Linked DNA regions of Danio rerio: region 1 is linked to region 2. The links are chromatin contacts, called in public HiChIP or PLAC-seq maps. All regions are on one chromosome and are shown on one strand. Each heading gives the region's core, a stretch centred on a gene start, on an enhancer-like site or on the middle of the called end of the contact. The rest is flanking DNA. Distances are from core to core; before and after follow the strand shown.

Region 1 (7,034 bases), core at 65-2,564, 150 kb after region 2:
ACAAACCATTTTAGTTTACAAAATTCAATTAAATGCTTAGGACCATTTGCTGCTAATGAAATGTAATAATGTTGCAAATAATGTTCAAATTATTAAATCACCTTGCTAGTCCTCAATCTAATAATCAGTAGCTACAGTATTAGTGTAAGTTTTATTTGCTTCTATACGTTTGAATCTCACAATTTCGGTAGCTGTTGACTGATATTTTATAAATCATTCATTTGTTTCATTTAAAAACCTTATCAAAGGGATAGTTAACCCAAAAATGAAAATCCTATGATCATTTGGTCACCCTCCACTTATTCCAAAACTGTTTGAGTTTATTTCTTCTGTAAAGCACAAAGGAAGATATTTTAAAGAATAATGGAAAGCTGTAGCCATTGTAGCACAATATCTAAAGTATTTATTAAATATTTTGTTCATGTGGATGCCAATGGCTGCTAGTTTCCACCATTCTTCAGAATATATTGTTTTATGTTCAACAGAGCGTCACAGTGGCACAATGAGTAGCACAATAGATCGTCTCACAGCAAGAAGGTTGCAGGTTTGAGCCCTGGCTGGCTCAGTTGGAATTTCTGTGTGGAATTTGCATGTTCTCCCCATGTTCACGTGGGTTTCCTCCAGGTGCTCTGGTTTTCTCACAGTCCAAAGACATGCGCTATAGGTAAATTAAATAAGCTAAATTGGCCGTAGTGTATGTGTGCATGCAAGAGTGTATGGGAGTTTGCCAGTGTTGGGTTGTGGCTGGAAGTGCATTTGCTGCATAAAACATATGCTGGAGAAGTTAGCAGTTCATTCCGCTGTGTGAACCCGAGATTAATAAAGGGACTAAGCTGAACAACAACAACAACAAAAAAGAATGAATAAATGTTTAACAGAGGAAAGAAATTCATAAAAGTTTAGAGTGTTAGAATCTATAAGGAAATTCTTATTTCCTTGGTGAACTGTCCCTTTAACCATTTAATCGAATCAAAGACAAAAGTCACCTTAGTATTGCCTGAGGTAGAGTAACTTAACATCAATTATTTATTTTGGTTTTAACGTTTTTGTTGTTGTTGATGTTTATTTGTGGAATAAATGCTTTACCTTTCCTGAACTGAAAGGTACTCGTCAAACTATCTCTTACACCTCTATTCAAAGAATAATGATATTCAATCATCCTTACCTGGAGACTCCTAAAACTTATCATGTGGCACAATTCTTATGGTAATCACATCCCAGATGGGAAGTGCATTCACGGGGCCAAGTTTCAGCTGTGCTCCTCCTCCCATCCCTCTCCTTCCCGGATTGGACCTGCACGTCCACGGCACAGTCATTGCACGAGAAAGAGGGGGCTGGTCCGAGAGTTTCCTGATCCTCTCCGTCTAGCCTCGGTCTGACCGGACAGGCGAAAAACACTTTGGGATTTCCAGAACAAAAGCGACAACGGAGAATACAGACCAGCTGAAGTGGCGTCTCCACAAACAACCCTGAGAGAAATTCAAGCGGTGAGTTGTTTCACGCGAACTGCTGTAGTTTACACTCGAGAAGTTTTTAAAGAGGAGCCAGGACGGGTTAAATGCTCTCGAAGCTTGTTATTTTGGTCCTGAAAGCCACGCGAGGGGTCAGACTATAATGTCGTGCTTCGCATCGTGTTTACGTTATTTGAAGCGTTTGTTTGAATGGGGAACGTGTGTAAATTAACGAGATTCAACGGGAACGTGCGGTTAAAGTGGGACAACGGGAGTTTGTTTATGTGCGTTACTGAAGCGTGAGCGGATCCTGCGCCACAAAAGGGGTCGTTTATAAGAATTGTTTTGGCTTAACCCCTTGTTTATCATTCATTCATTCGCTTATAATGGCTCTTACACCTGCTTACTGTTTGTTGGATGAACACGCACAGTAATGACCTCATCTCACATCCTACGACCTGCGTCAAAAGTTCCCCACATAAGCTGATTATAACAGAGGCCACGTACAAACATCGGGCACTGACGTAATTTCAAACTAGTTTTAACCAAGTTTTTTAGGGAGAAAACTGGATTTATGGATTTCTCAGAGTGTATAGGAATGAAAGTACGTTTATGTCTGAAATTAAATTACAATTAATTATGAATGATTAAACATTTGTATAACAGAAGTCATGAATAATAGAATTATCACAATATTTTCACAAGATAAATAATTTGTTAATTACACACTTAAATATAAATGATAGGACTAGTAAACAACATGGTGACCAAAGCTTCCCTATCTTTAAGGGACTTTACGCATAGTCGAGTCATTCCATGTTGTTCCAAGTCATCATCTGATAAATGAGCTCACCACAGGCGGTCGGGAATTTGTCCTGTCAAGTTCACCTCTAACTTGTTTTGAAGATGACTGGCCTACTCGTTGCTTGTAGTGGTAAATTGCCTAATATTGGCAAAGCCTTTCCAAGCAGGATTGCCTAAGACTATGCTTGCGTAGACTATTGGCAAAGTTTGTTTCTGTGGTTCACAGTTCAGCTCCGTTTTAGACTCATTGAAGTCACAGGATGCTGCTTGAACAAGCTAAAATTCAAGACACTGTCATTGATTTACAAATTGATAACTATAAGGAGTTAAGGTGTTCTAGTAAGTACAAGAAATGTAATGACAATTAGATTTTAAAGTTATAACAAAAAAAATGTAATGTTAAACACATGCTCAGTATGAGATGATGTACGTCTGCATTGAAGATTGTAATGTGTTCTGTAGACAAACTGCAGAACTGGCAAACAAATGAGCTCGACAAATTGCACTAACTTTTGTTGCCTTTTTTTAACTGAGACGCTTACTATCTCTTGGCCATCTGTTGGAAGGTTAAACGAACTCTACATGGTTCTAGTGAGTTAAGCAAACGGGGGAAGTGGACCATTACGTGCTCTGGAAAGGGGCAAGGGAGTTGTGAAGGGCAGGGCCCCCCATCTTTTTTTGCCCAAGTCCACCAAAGTGGGGGTTGGGTGTGCATTGGTGTAGAGTATACGACAGGCTTTAATAAAAGGCTAATGTGTGGAAGAGAACGGGCAGGGGGAAGGGGTGACATCTGTCCTTCTTTCAACTTTAGAGAGGAAAGTCAATGGCTGGACTATAGAGTTGACCGTAAAGTCCCAGTTTAATGACTTTCAGGGAGTTTGATGAACAGCGTTCCTTGAAAGTCATGCATGAGTCATTGTGAGTTCCCGGATAGGCATCAATATTGTCAGAAGTCCAGCACTAATGTTTAAGGCATCTTGAAAGTGAGCAGAAAAAATCTGTTGTAGATTCGACCAGTCAAAACTGGACGGAACCCCACCCGTTTACCCATCAGCCAGCAACAGTCGACCAACCCCCAGCATTCCAACCTCTTCACCCCTTGCAAATCCGGCTTACAAACAACGAACAGGATTTTAACGGTTACCAAAAAACAACTGTCCAAAAGCCAATTTTTTTTTTTAATGGCATGATGTACATGTCATAATTTTGATGCTGCTCATGAGGGCAAATGCACTTTTCACAGCTTGGGCCTTAAATTATTTTATTGTTCATTTGTCTAATTTGCTGAACTGATTAGCATTCACAGTTTTTAAGACACATCTTTGAAAAAATCCTTCAGTTGCTTGATTTTAACGTCTGTGTTTTCTTTTTCATTTTTTCAGTCTGTGGCAATAGAGGTGTGACATCTCTGATGGCGACGCACAGTGTCCATGACCTGAAAATTATCTCTCCAAGAGGGGTGGCAGTAAAAAGGCAAGATGGAACCTTCACCAGCTCAAAGCAGCAAAAATCACCATACCAACACAATTCCGATAGAAAAGAACATGCAAGTGCCTCCAATCACAGACCAAGAGAGAGCAATGGCACCACCGCAGCAAGCTTTAGCACTAACAATAACTCTGTAGTATGTCTTCCTTTGGTGTCTGAAGGACTGAAGCTAGTGTGGACACAGTCTGATCAAACACGTGAGCTGGATAGCATTCCTGAACTTGTTCAGGCCTTTAACATCTTTCCCTACCCAACATCTCAAGAGGTCAGCACTCTTGCACGTGTGTGCACTCTTCCATTAGATAAAGTCAAAGTGTGGTTCATGGTGCAACGCATCAAGTATGGAATCAGCTGGGCTTCAGAGGACATTGAAGAGACACGGCTCAAGCTGGCCAGGCCAGAGCAAAAAACTGAGACTGAACATAAAGAGAGCAGTACTAAGAGGAAAAATGATAGTAAGGATTTTACAGAGGTAGAAGATCTAGCACAAAGTCCACAAATGCCTCGCAAAAGACCTAAAACTGAAAGTACAGAACCAGCAAAGCTCTCTCCTGCTCCCTCACGTTTCCGTTCATCCCTCCCTCCACCTCAGGATTCATACTACTACCGACAACCAGTAGAAATACCAGAGACGTCTCAAGCAGCTACCCCCCCTACAGCTACAGAGTCTCCAGTTGTATCTGAGCAGCCACGGCATAGCCGCTACAAAAAGTCCAAAGCCCAGTTAACTGCTCTGCGTAAGAGTTTTCTACAGGAGAACTGGCCTGATGAGACTGAGCTTCAGCGCTTACAAGATGAGACAAGCCTAACTCGTAATGAGATTCGAAAATGGTTTAGTGACAGTCGCTACCAGCTACGGATGGGTAGGGGGTTGCAAATGTCCCTCCCTGCTACTCAAGGAGAAAAAGATGATCCCAACTGCAGCCTGTCACCACAGTCTCAGGAGGCTCAGCCACTTTCTCTCACTACTAAAAAGCAAACTACGCAGCATGTTGACAACAAAGGCAAGGAAAAGACTTGTGTTAAAGGATCGCGAAGGAATCGGCCAAAGACCTCCCAGTTTTTCCAGCTTTTCCTGTCTAACACACTTGAGTCATTTGAAGAAGGAACAATAAGAGTGGATGAGGAGAAATGTTCAGAAGAAAGTGAGACGCAGAACAATGATGAAGTTGCAAGTGAACAGGAAAGTGAAGGACGTTGTGTGGCAACACCAGAGCCAGCAGCACCCACTTCCTCCTCCTCTCCTCCGTCCATCACCCCATCCAAGAAACACACAGCCAGGTCATCAAAATCTGCACGCAAAGCAAACTCTTTGAATACCTCCTTAAACCTCCCAGACAACTCGTCTCCTTCTTCAGTATTAACAGTGGCTGGACGACCAAGGAAAACAAAGGAGCAACTGACCATCCTGAAGGAGTACTTCCAGCACTGCCCATGGCCAAAAAGTGGCGAATACACAGAGGTAGTGGAACTAACATCTTTGCCTCGTGCTGATGTTATCCAGTGGTTTGGGGACACTCGTTACGCTGTAAAAAATGGCCATGTACGTTGGGTGCATGCTGACGTACGTGAGCAAGTGCTTGCTGAGATAGCAATGTTACAAAGTGGAGCTGCCGATGGCAGTGGAACCCCAGGAAGTGAAGGCAACAGGAAACGTAAGTCACAAGGGAACGGCACACCAAAAACACAAAAGTCTGCTGCAGATTCTGTAGATGTGAGTCCATTAGAGCTATATTTTCGACAGACAGGACCACTGCAAGAGAAAGACCTTGACAATCTCTGCCGAAAGTCAAAAATGAGTTACCAACAGGTGCGAGACTGGTTTGCATCTAAAGACAGTACAACACTGGACACAGAGCTCACTGTTGCTGATTGATTAATATAAAAGATAAAACTCTTTGTGCTCATGTCTGTTAATCTGCTGTGGGTCCTGTAATCAGGCAAGGTTGTTTTGAAGACACAGTATAAATTATCTTCATACAATACTGTTTTTTGTTAAAAAACTAGCATGTGAAGTATTTTCTTTAATACCTATTAAATATTTTGTTACTTTTGTTAACTTGTTCAACCAACGATATTGATAATTCAAAATGTACTTTTGGTCGTTGTAAACTGTTCAACCACATTAATTACTAAGTATTGTGAATCTGTTGGAGTCATATTTACACTGGCTGTTCCTCTAATTCCTTTCATTGTGTTAATGGTATTATTGTTTAGAGCCTTAACTGCTGCTGCTTAGAACTGATGTTATCCTCGGACTTTTTTCTTTTTTTTTTCAGTAACTTTGGCTTGGTTATCTATTAGGTACTGTAGTGTAGTTGTTTGGACCAGTAGCAATGCAAGATTGTTTTTGTCAATTTTTTTTTTTTAAATCTTAGAAGATTCATATGGCACTGTATATTGATAATCTCTCAAAATAATTAACCTTAATTTAGGATATGTAAAACCTGCCCCATTATCTTTCTTTATTATTCCGCACTTAGGAGTTATATGGATCAATTTCTCTAATTCTGCTACTTCATAATGAAAAAGCATTTCAATTCGAAGACATCCCTCCTCCACTACAGATCTGCTCAGTATCCAGGGAAAAGACAACAAAAGCCATGGTTTTTGTAAAATCTTGTGCCTTATTGTCTGCAAATTTCAGGCAGTCGAAACAATGCATTGGAATAAAATGACTAATTAAGTTTGACCCACTGTTGCATTTGTCTGGTTAACCTCTTAACAATGATTAAATGTGCCAAATGAACCACACTCCATTAGGAAAATGGTGTATGATATGACTTGAACTCTAAATCATTTAGGGCAGGGATGTTCAAACTTGGTCCTGCAGATTTTAGCTCCAATTTGCCTCAACACACCTGCATGGATGTTTTTAGAAAGCACAATAAGAGCTTGATGAGCTAGACCAGGTGTCTCTAATTGGGGTTGGAAAAAAACTTTGCAGGACACCTGCCCTCCAGGACCGAGTTTGGACACCCCTTATTTGGGCTATTCAGTATTAAGCTAAGAATTTAATTAGATTACAATTTCTAAAATTAGCATTTCTTTTAACAACACAAACACAAGCATATTGATTATATGTTCTATGTTTCTTCTGGTATAACAAATTGTAAGTTTATAGAATTATGCCTCAGTACTGTGACCAACTCATACTTTAAAAGGGACCAAACTAATATCTATAATAATAATATAATTATTATATTTAAAAATATATCATTTATTAGACTTATTTGTTTATTGTTTATATCCTTGTTCTAACTGAGCCAGCGTGCAAAAACTGACATTTCT
Region 2 (6,889 bases), core at 304-2,803:
CACAGCGGGTTGAACCGCCAACTTATCTAGAATATGTTTTATACATACTTTTCAGCTGCAACCCATCACTTGGAAACACCCATACACTCACTCTCACACACTCTCTCTCTCTCTCTCTCTCTCTCTCTCTCTCTCTCCAAGTCACCCATAGCGCATGTCTTTGGACTGGGGGAAACCAGAGCACCCAGAGAAAACCCACACAAAAACGGGGATCAAACCGGCGACCTTCTTGCTGTGAGGTGAAAGTGCTTCCCAATGTGATACCCCCCTCCCGCATGGCAGGTAAGAATACTTATAAGATACATACTTTTATTTAGTTTTAAGCATTTGACAGACAGCTGGTTGGTTGGCGTTTTAATTTCATGCCAGCTTCCATGACAATTAAAATGTTAAACAATATAATAGAAAACTGCAAAACAACATAAACCGCTTTTAAACATGCTTACAAATAAAATCTTTTTGTTTTGAATGACAGATGTTTTTGTCAATGAAACATGAAAAGACTAAAATTTTTAAAACCCATACATTTTGCAAGCACCTTCATCAAGCTCATATTTACATACACATTATAACACTTTAACCATTACATATGAATAAGTATCCAGTACAGCAGGTAAACTTACCTGAAATCAGTGATTAGGGAGTGAGGAATAGGAAAAGAGAGAGTCCACCAGTTCACCCTCTTTCTGCCTCTCTCTCTTCCTCCCCTCTATCCTCTCCTACTCTCTGGAGTTACTTTTCGGTTCTCTGGTTGGACTGAACACTAAGAGATCCATCAATATATGTGTGTACTGATGCCCTGGAGAAGATAAGAACCCATGAAAAAGATTAAAAACATTGAATTGTATTAAATTGAAACATTCAAATGGCACAGTTGCTGTATCCTGCTAAATGGCATTGCCATCACTTCGCATGGCATCATGTCTGACTGACTTGTATCTCACTTAGCATGCATCGCAACGTTGTTTTAAAAAGTGAAAACGAGCAAATATGTATTTTCTGCCAATCATTATTTTTCAAAATCATCTACAAATCGTATATTTGACGTTTACATTACATAAAGCAGTTCTGTCTTCCTTGCCTTGCCATCAATGTGGAACAACAGTCCTAAACCAGACACTCGACAAACCCCATCAATGTTCACAATGGCGAATCCTACTGCTATAAATGCTAAATAAGTGCTCGATCGTCTTGTTGTTCTCTCACGGCCGATTTGAAGTGTATAAGTAAGCCTCCATCATTCATAATACATCTCAGTCTCTCGTTCGGACTCTCTTTCAATCTCTCTCATCAACAAACCGGACCAAACCAAAGGCAACGTGCTACAAAAACCATAGCCCGACTACGAACAGACATGGACAAGGCCGCAAAGCTGTTTCGACTTGGCTAGGTCATATTTTCTACTAAAATATGCCATAATAACGCTGCCATCCACTGCCCTAACTTTCCCAGCAATAATTTCGGGGTGCTAAATTTACCTTTGCATCGACACACATGGCTTTCTCCGTCTCACAACACTGTACGATTACAGGAAACGGCCAGCGTAGAGCAGGAACTAACTTCTTGCCAGCGCTAGGTCGAACGCGCTGCCCCGATCTCATCTGCTGTACGCTGATTGGTCGGTTGGCAGAGGGGCTGTCAAAAGACAAACGTCTCATTGGTGGAACGAGTTGTCTATCAATCCGGTGTGCGGAATTACAGGGCGGGAGACATTAATGGGTATCGGTCGTACAGGTAGTTAGGTTGAGGATGCGCTAAATGCGGCCTACTTGTTATCGCCGGGTTTTGAGATGCTCGCTGCTTAGAATTAAATGGCGATGATTCAGTTATTTTTATTGCTATTTAGGGAAAAATAATATCGAATCATTTAAACGTTGAGCAAATATAATTTTTTGACAGAGCTTTTGTTAGTTTTTTTTGCTATGTATCCAAATGAAGCTTGATGATAATAAATGAAACATTGATGCATTGTGTTAAATGAAAAGGTCGTTTATGAACACAAATGTCTTCATAAATTTAGGCGACAGTTTTGGGGCTGTTTTGTTAGAATTTTTTTGGTTTTGCTATTTAGAAAACATTGTAAATAGAGGTATAAATGAAATGCCAGCGAAAAGCAAAATGCTGCTGAAATATGGAGCCAGATCAGTCTCAAAAATAATAATATTTACAAAATGAAGTTTATACATGCGCAGTACAATACACATTTACAAAGTCCAATTTTTGAATCCAGAACACAATTAATAAATACAACACACAGTTCATAAATTCACAAGTGGAAAATCATAAACATTTTCACCAAATAATTGGATTTGTGTAAATTATGAATCGTGTTTTGAATTTATGAATTGTTTTTTTCTTTAATTGAATTAAATTTTTATTTGACAGATTTTAGTTAAGCTGTATAAGTATCCCAAAACTATATAAAAATAAAATAATAATAATAATAACTAAATAAAAACTGTCCAGGATAAAACACAATTAAGCCGTGGGCTTGTTTCCATTGTGGTTCTCGCTGTTAAATAAAAAAAGTATGGCTTCAAAATACAGCTGATGCATAAAACAAACAGTACTTCCACATTTTAAAACAGGAAATTATTCACAAATACATTTCTTCCTTCATTTATTCGTCTTCTTTTCAGCTTAGTCCCTCTATTAATCAGGGGTCACCACAGGAGAATGAACCGCCAACCTATCCAGCACATGTTTTATGTAGTGGATACCCTTCCAGTATGGAAGGTAATTCCTACCAATTAATTTTTAATTGGTGTTTGGAATTTACGAATTGGCATTGTGTATTTACAAATTGTGTTTTGAATTAATAAATCTGATTTGTGTATTTACGAATTGTGTTTTCAATTTATGAATATAATTTGTGTATTTTTTGAATGGTGCTTTGAATTTACGAATTTGATTTGTGTACTTTTGAATGGTGTTTTGCATTTACAAATATGATTTATGTATTTTTGAATCGTGTTTTAAATTGACGAATTGGATTTTGTAAATGTAAACTGTGTTGTGGACGTATGAATTATATTTTCTAAAAATTTTATTTTTGATACTGATCTGGCTCTATACTAAAATTTGTCAGAAATATTTATATTATAGGCATTACATAACACAATAATACATATATGAAGCAATAACTAAATTTGCACTGCACTGGATGGGCAAATGAATGATAAATGACATGTTGACATAAATTATGTTATGTGAAATCATAACAAACAGGCTTTATGGAAAATAAATATTTACTATAAATATATACTGTTAAAATACCTTTAATGCTATTATATTTTAAAATTATTTTTTAAATTATTTATTTATAAAAAACTATTTATTAATTTGCAGTGCACTTCTGAATTACATATGCAAGGGAAATAATGGTAAATTACTCACATCTAAATAAATTATAAAATGACTTATTTAAACCATCATGAGCAGCAGTCTTTTATGTTTCTCCCACTTTCTTAAAATGTCACAGTAGTTTTTCCACATAAGAGTGATCAATTATTAAATAACTGCTAAAATTAAGAAAAAGTAACCAAAAGTGATTCTTTCTTTCTGTTTTCTTATCACATTCTTCTCCTCATCTTTGCTGTTCTCTTTCTTCGCTTGTTCTGCATGTGTGAATAAGTGTGTCTTTAAACCAATGCAGCGTAACTTATTGACTCTGACAGCCCACCCTGCATGGTCCATAGGAGTCCAGTGTACACTTGCACGTCTGCTTGCCAAAAACTCCATCTGCCTTTGCTCGACCGGTGCCACTGTAGTTCGTATCCGTTATCCATTATGCCTATGCTGCTTTCTGTGATGATTCCTGCTCAAGCCTGCCAGCTCGGATGCTGAGATCTATATTTACAAACAGCTGCTGTTAGTGGTAAAACACCTCGCTGACAGAATTACCACAGGTTGAGAACAAGACATATTTCAGTGTACACAGAATAAGGAGGGATGCAGATTTTTTTTAGTTAAGAGATTCAATTTAATGAGTTTTCTTTTTAAAGCTTTATAATACACACACACACACACACACACACATAGCTCCATAAGCAGGCAAGCATAGACAAACGTAAGAAATAAAAATTCACATCAAGTAGGATTTTTTATTAATATATTACATTACAAGTTAATTCATAAACTGATTTTTTATATGAAAAATTGGAATATCATGTTAAATACATTATTGGGATCATTCAATTGTGTCTTCCTATCATGTTAAATATAGTATTAGGACAGATCAATTGGATCTTCCTATTATGTAATCGTTTTTGGATTAACTATACACATACTGTCTGAAATATAATACTCAAAAACATTCAAATTAATAAATACATTTCTTCACATATCTGTCTGAATAATATTTAATTATATTATCATACTGGTGAAAAATTTGGAAACGTTAAGTGTTTTAATGTTTTTAAAAGCTTTTTAAGTCAAATGTATTTAATTAGAAATTAATGTTTAAATAAATATAAAAAATTCATTAAAATAACTGCATTTTCAGCAGCATTACTAATTAAAATAATTACTAAACAGAGTGATTACTCCTCCAGGAATTCTGTTTTTGAAAAAGTCCCAAATATCAGCATCTATTTGATATAATGTTTAAGAGTTGCAACAGCAAAAATACCTTTACTGTCATATTTGAAATTCCTATTTTCAGTGTTAATATGGTACTTTTAAATGGTAATTTGTTGCAGTTAAAAAAAACAAGTTTATTTAACATGAAATGACCAAGTTAGCATATTAAACTGATTTCTGAAAGATCATTACATTCAAATAGTAGTTCCCAATATGGCTTTTATTATTTATTTTAGATCAAATAAATGCCTCAATGAACAGAATTAACTTTAAAGACCCCAAGAACTGGAAGCTTTGACCATATTGTTTTCTTCGTATTGTGACATAACTCGTAGATAAACAGAATATTAAATGACACAACAGTGAGCGTGGCTTGTTTGTCTACTCCGAACTGAATGGATAAAGTAAAGTAGACATTTCATTCAGAAGATCAGGAAAAGGGTTTGGGGAAAGTTATTACAACCTAACAGACTCCTCCTCCTTTCAATTTCAGTTTGTTGTCGAAACTGACAGCTGGAGCAGCATTGTAAAGTATGTTAGCCATGCCCATTTGCTAAAATATTTGTAATCTGACAATTTAACTGAAAACATACAGGAAGTGCATTTTCAGATTTCAATTAAGGTATAGAAGGGCAAGCTATTTTACTTAATGACATGCACACATGAATTACCACTAAACTAGCAACGTGAGCAAACAAAATCATATTGTAGGTTTTGATTTCTTGGGGAGTTAAAAAAATTATTTAAAACTTAATGTTTCCAAACTTATATCAGTATATATCTATATTACAAGTAATCTTCAGAAATAATTATAAATAATTTAAATCTTTAAATATAAATAATATCATATAATTATTTGCAACTTCTTATTTTCTCTGCTCTGACAACTGTTTAAACAAAACAACAAATAAGATTTATAAAATATATCTTCAAAGAGCACGCATCTCTCTTTCCTTCTCACTTCCCTGCTCTTCTCTTCACCATATGGCTGTCCTTTATAAGGGGAAGACCAGGAAGCCTGAAAAGGTTGAGTACTTCCAGCCTCCCATCAGGTTTCCTCTTTCTAGCTTGAGGTAAGCCTTGTCTCCTCTTTCCATGATCACAAGCCCAGCATTCGTGGCAGCTTCTCGTGTCACATCCTGGTCTCCAGCAAAGGCAGAGATCATCGGCCATCCGTTCAGCATCAAGCTCACCTGCGAATGCCAAAAACTGTCACTTCTCTGTATTAATTATCCTAAATTTGGATCTAAAAGTGAGTTTTTACAGTTCCATTTTTGGTTCCTCCTTTCAGTGAGCAGTTCTTAAGAAAACTTTTTTTTTTCTCAATAGTGTGAACATTTGAAAAAAAAAATAGGGAAAATGTTAAAGAGAAAGAAATTGAATGCAATGGAAATACTGAATTAATTGTTTTGGAATCATAAATGCCAATACTGTAAAAACGAAAAATTCTGGATTAAAATTGATGGTTTGTCAATGGCATCGCAAATTCATTCAACAAAGGGTTTTTAAGAGTTAGTTCATTCATTAAGAAATGGAATTTCTCAGCATCGAATCATTCCAATCCCCAGAGACCTTTATTAATCTTTGGAACACAAATTAAAATATTTTAGATGAAATCCGAGAGCTTTCTCGTCCTCCATAAACAGCAATAGTTCTAAGATGTTTAAAATTGGAAACAAAAATATTGTCAGAATATTCCACATGACTTCAACAGTTTAGGTGCAATTGGTGCTGCACAATATGTCGTTTCAGCATCGATATTGTAATGTGATCATTCGCAATAATCACATTGCAGGATATGCTATGTTGAGTTTGCCTTATAATTTATCAATTACATGTGTTTTTGATGCCTGGAATTGTATAATGATTTTAACAGCATTCAGATGTAAGAATTTGTATCATTTTTGACCTTAACTACGATTATTTTATTGAATTATTTTTATCATGAAGTTACTGTACTTGAATACTGTTAGACTCTGTAAATGATAAGACACTTTCAGTTGTATCTTCTTCTTGATTGTATGTATAGATAGTTATGCATGAAAATACTCGCAACACATGCAAATACAGAAATGCACCGAAATTGCACAAACAACAACGAAAATGTGTCGGGGGGACCCCAAAAAGTTTATAGATTTGTCTATTAGATTTTATGGAGATGCACATAGTGAACATTAAATCATCAATCTCTGAATAAACGTGCATGAGAATACATACAATACATGCAGATACAGAAATACATTGCAAATAGCACAGACCACAATGAAAATGTGTTGTCAGACTTTATGGAGATGCATTCCGCTGCAGA

What was found. HiChIP or PLAC-seq counts read pairs in DNA pulled down with a chosen protein or histone mark.
Region 1: an H3K4me3 HiChIP or PLAC-seq map of gastrula embryo shows a contact between it and region 2, with 3 times the contacts expected there. The contact joins the promoter of homeza here to the promoter of chd8 in region 2. A contact is called at or near these places in 1 of 18 Hi-C or Micro-C datasets (hematopoietic stem cells) and 1 of 4 datasets of contacts at active chromatin or transcription factors (gastrula embryo).

The regions. Positions count from the first base shown.
Region 1 is chr2:41,294,081-41,301,114 of GRCz12tu, forward strand. It overlaps homeza (homeobox and leucine zipper encoding a), which reads left to right and starts at 1,315. Exons shown (of 2, transcript NM_001007120.2): 1 at 1,315-1,487; 2 at 3,638-6,435. The coding sequence starts at 3,667. The coding sequence ends at 5,619. It overlaps si:ch211-14a17.10, which reads right to left and starts at 1,223. Exons shown (of 46, transcript XM_021471259.3): 1 at 1,166-1,223. It overlaps LOC108179942 (E3 ubiquitin-protein ligase RNF212B), which reads right to left. Exons shown (of 13, transcript XR_011006886.2): 13 at 6,951-7,034.
Region 2 is chr2:41,139,966-41,146,854 of GRCz12tu, forward strand. chd8 (chromodomain helicase DNA binding protein 8) reads right to left here and starts at 1,554. Exons shown (of 39, transcript NM_001347671.1): 1 at 1,479-1,554; 2 at 624-799. It overlaps cbln12 (cerebellin 12), which reads right to left. Exons shown (of 4, transcript NM_001243318.1): 4 at 5,431-5,774. The coding sequence ends at 5,577.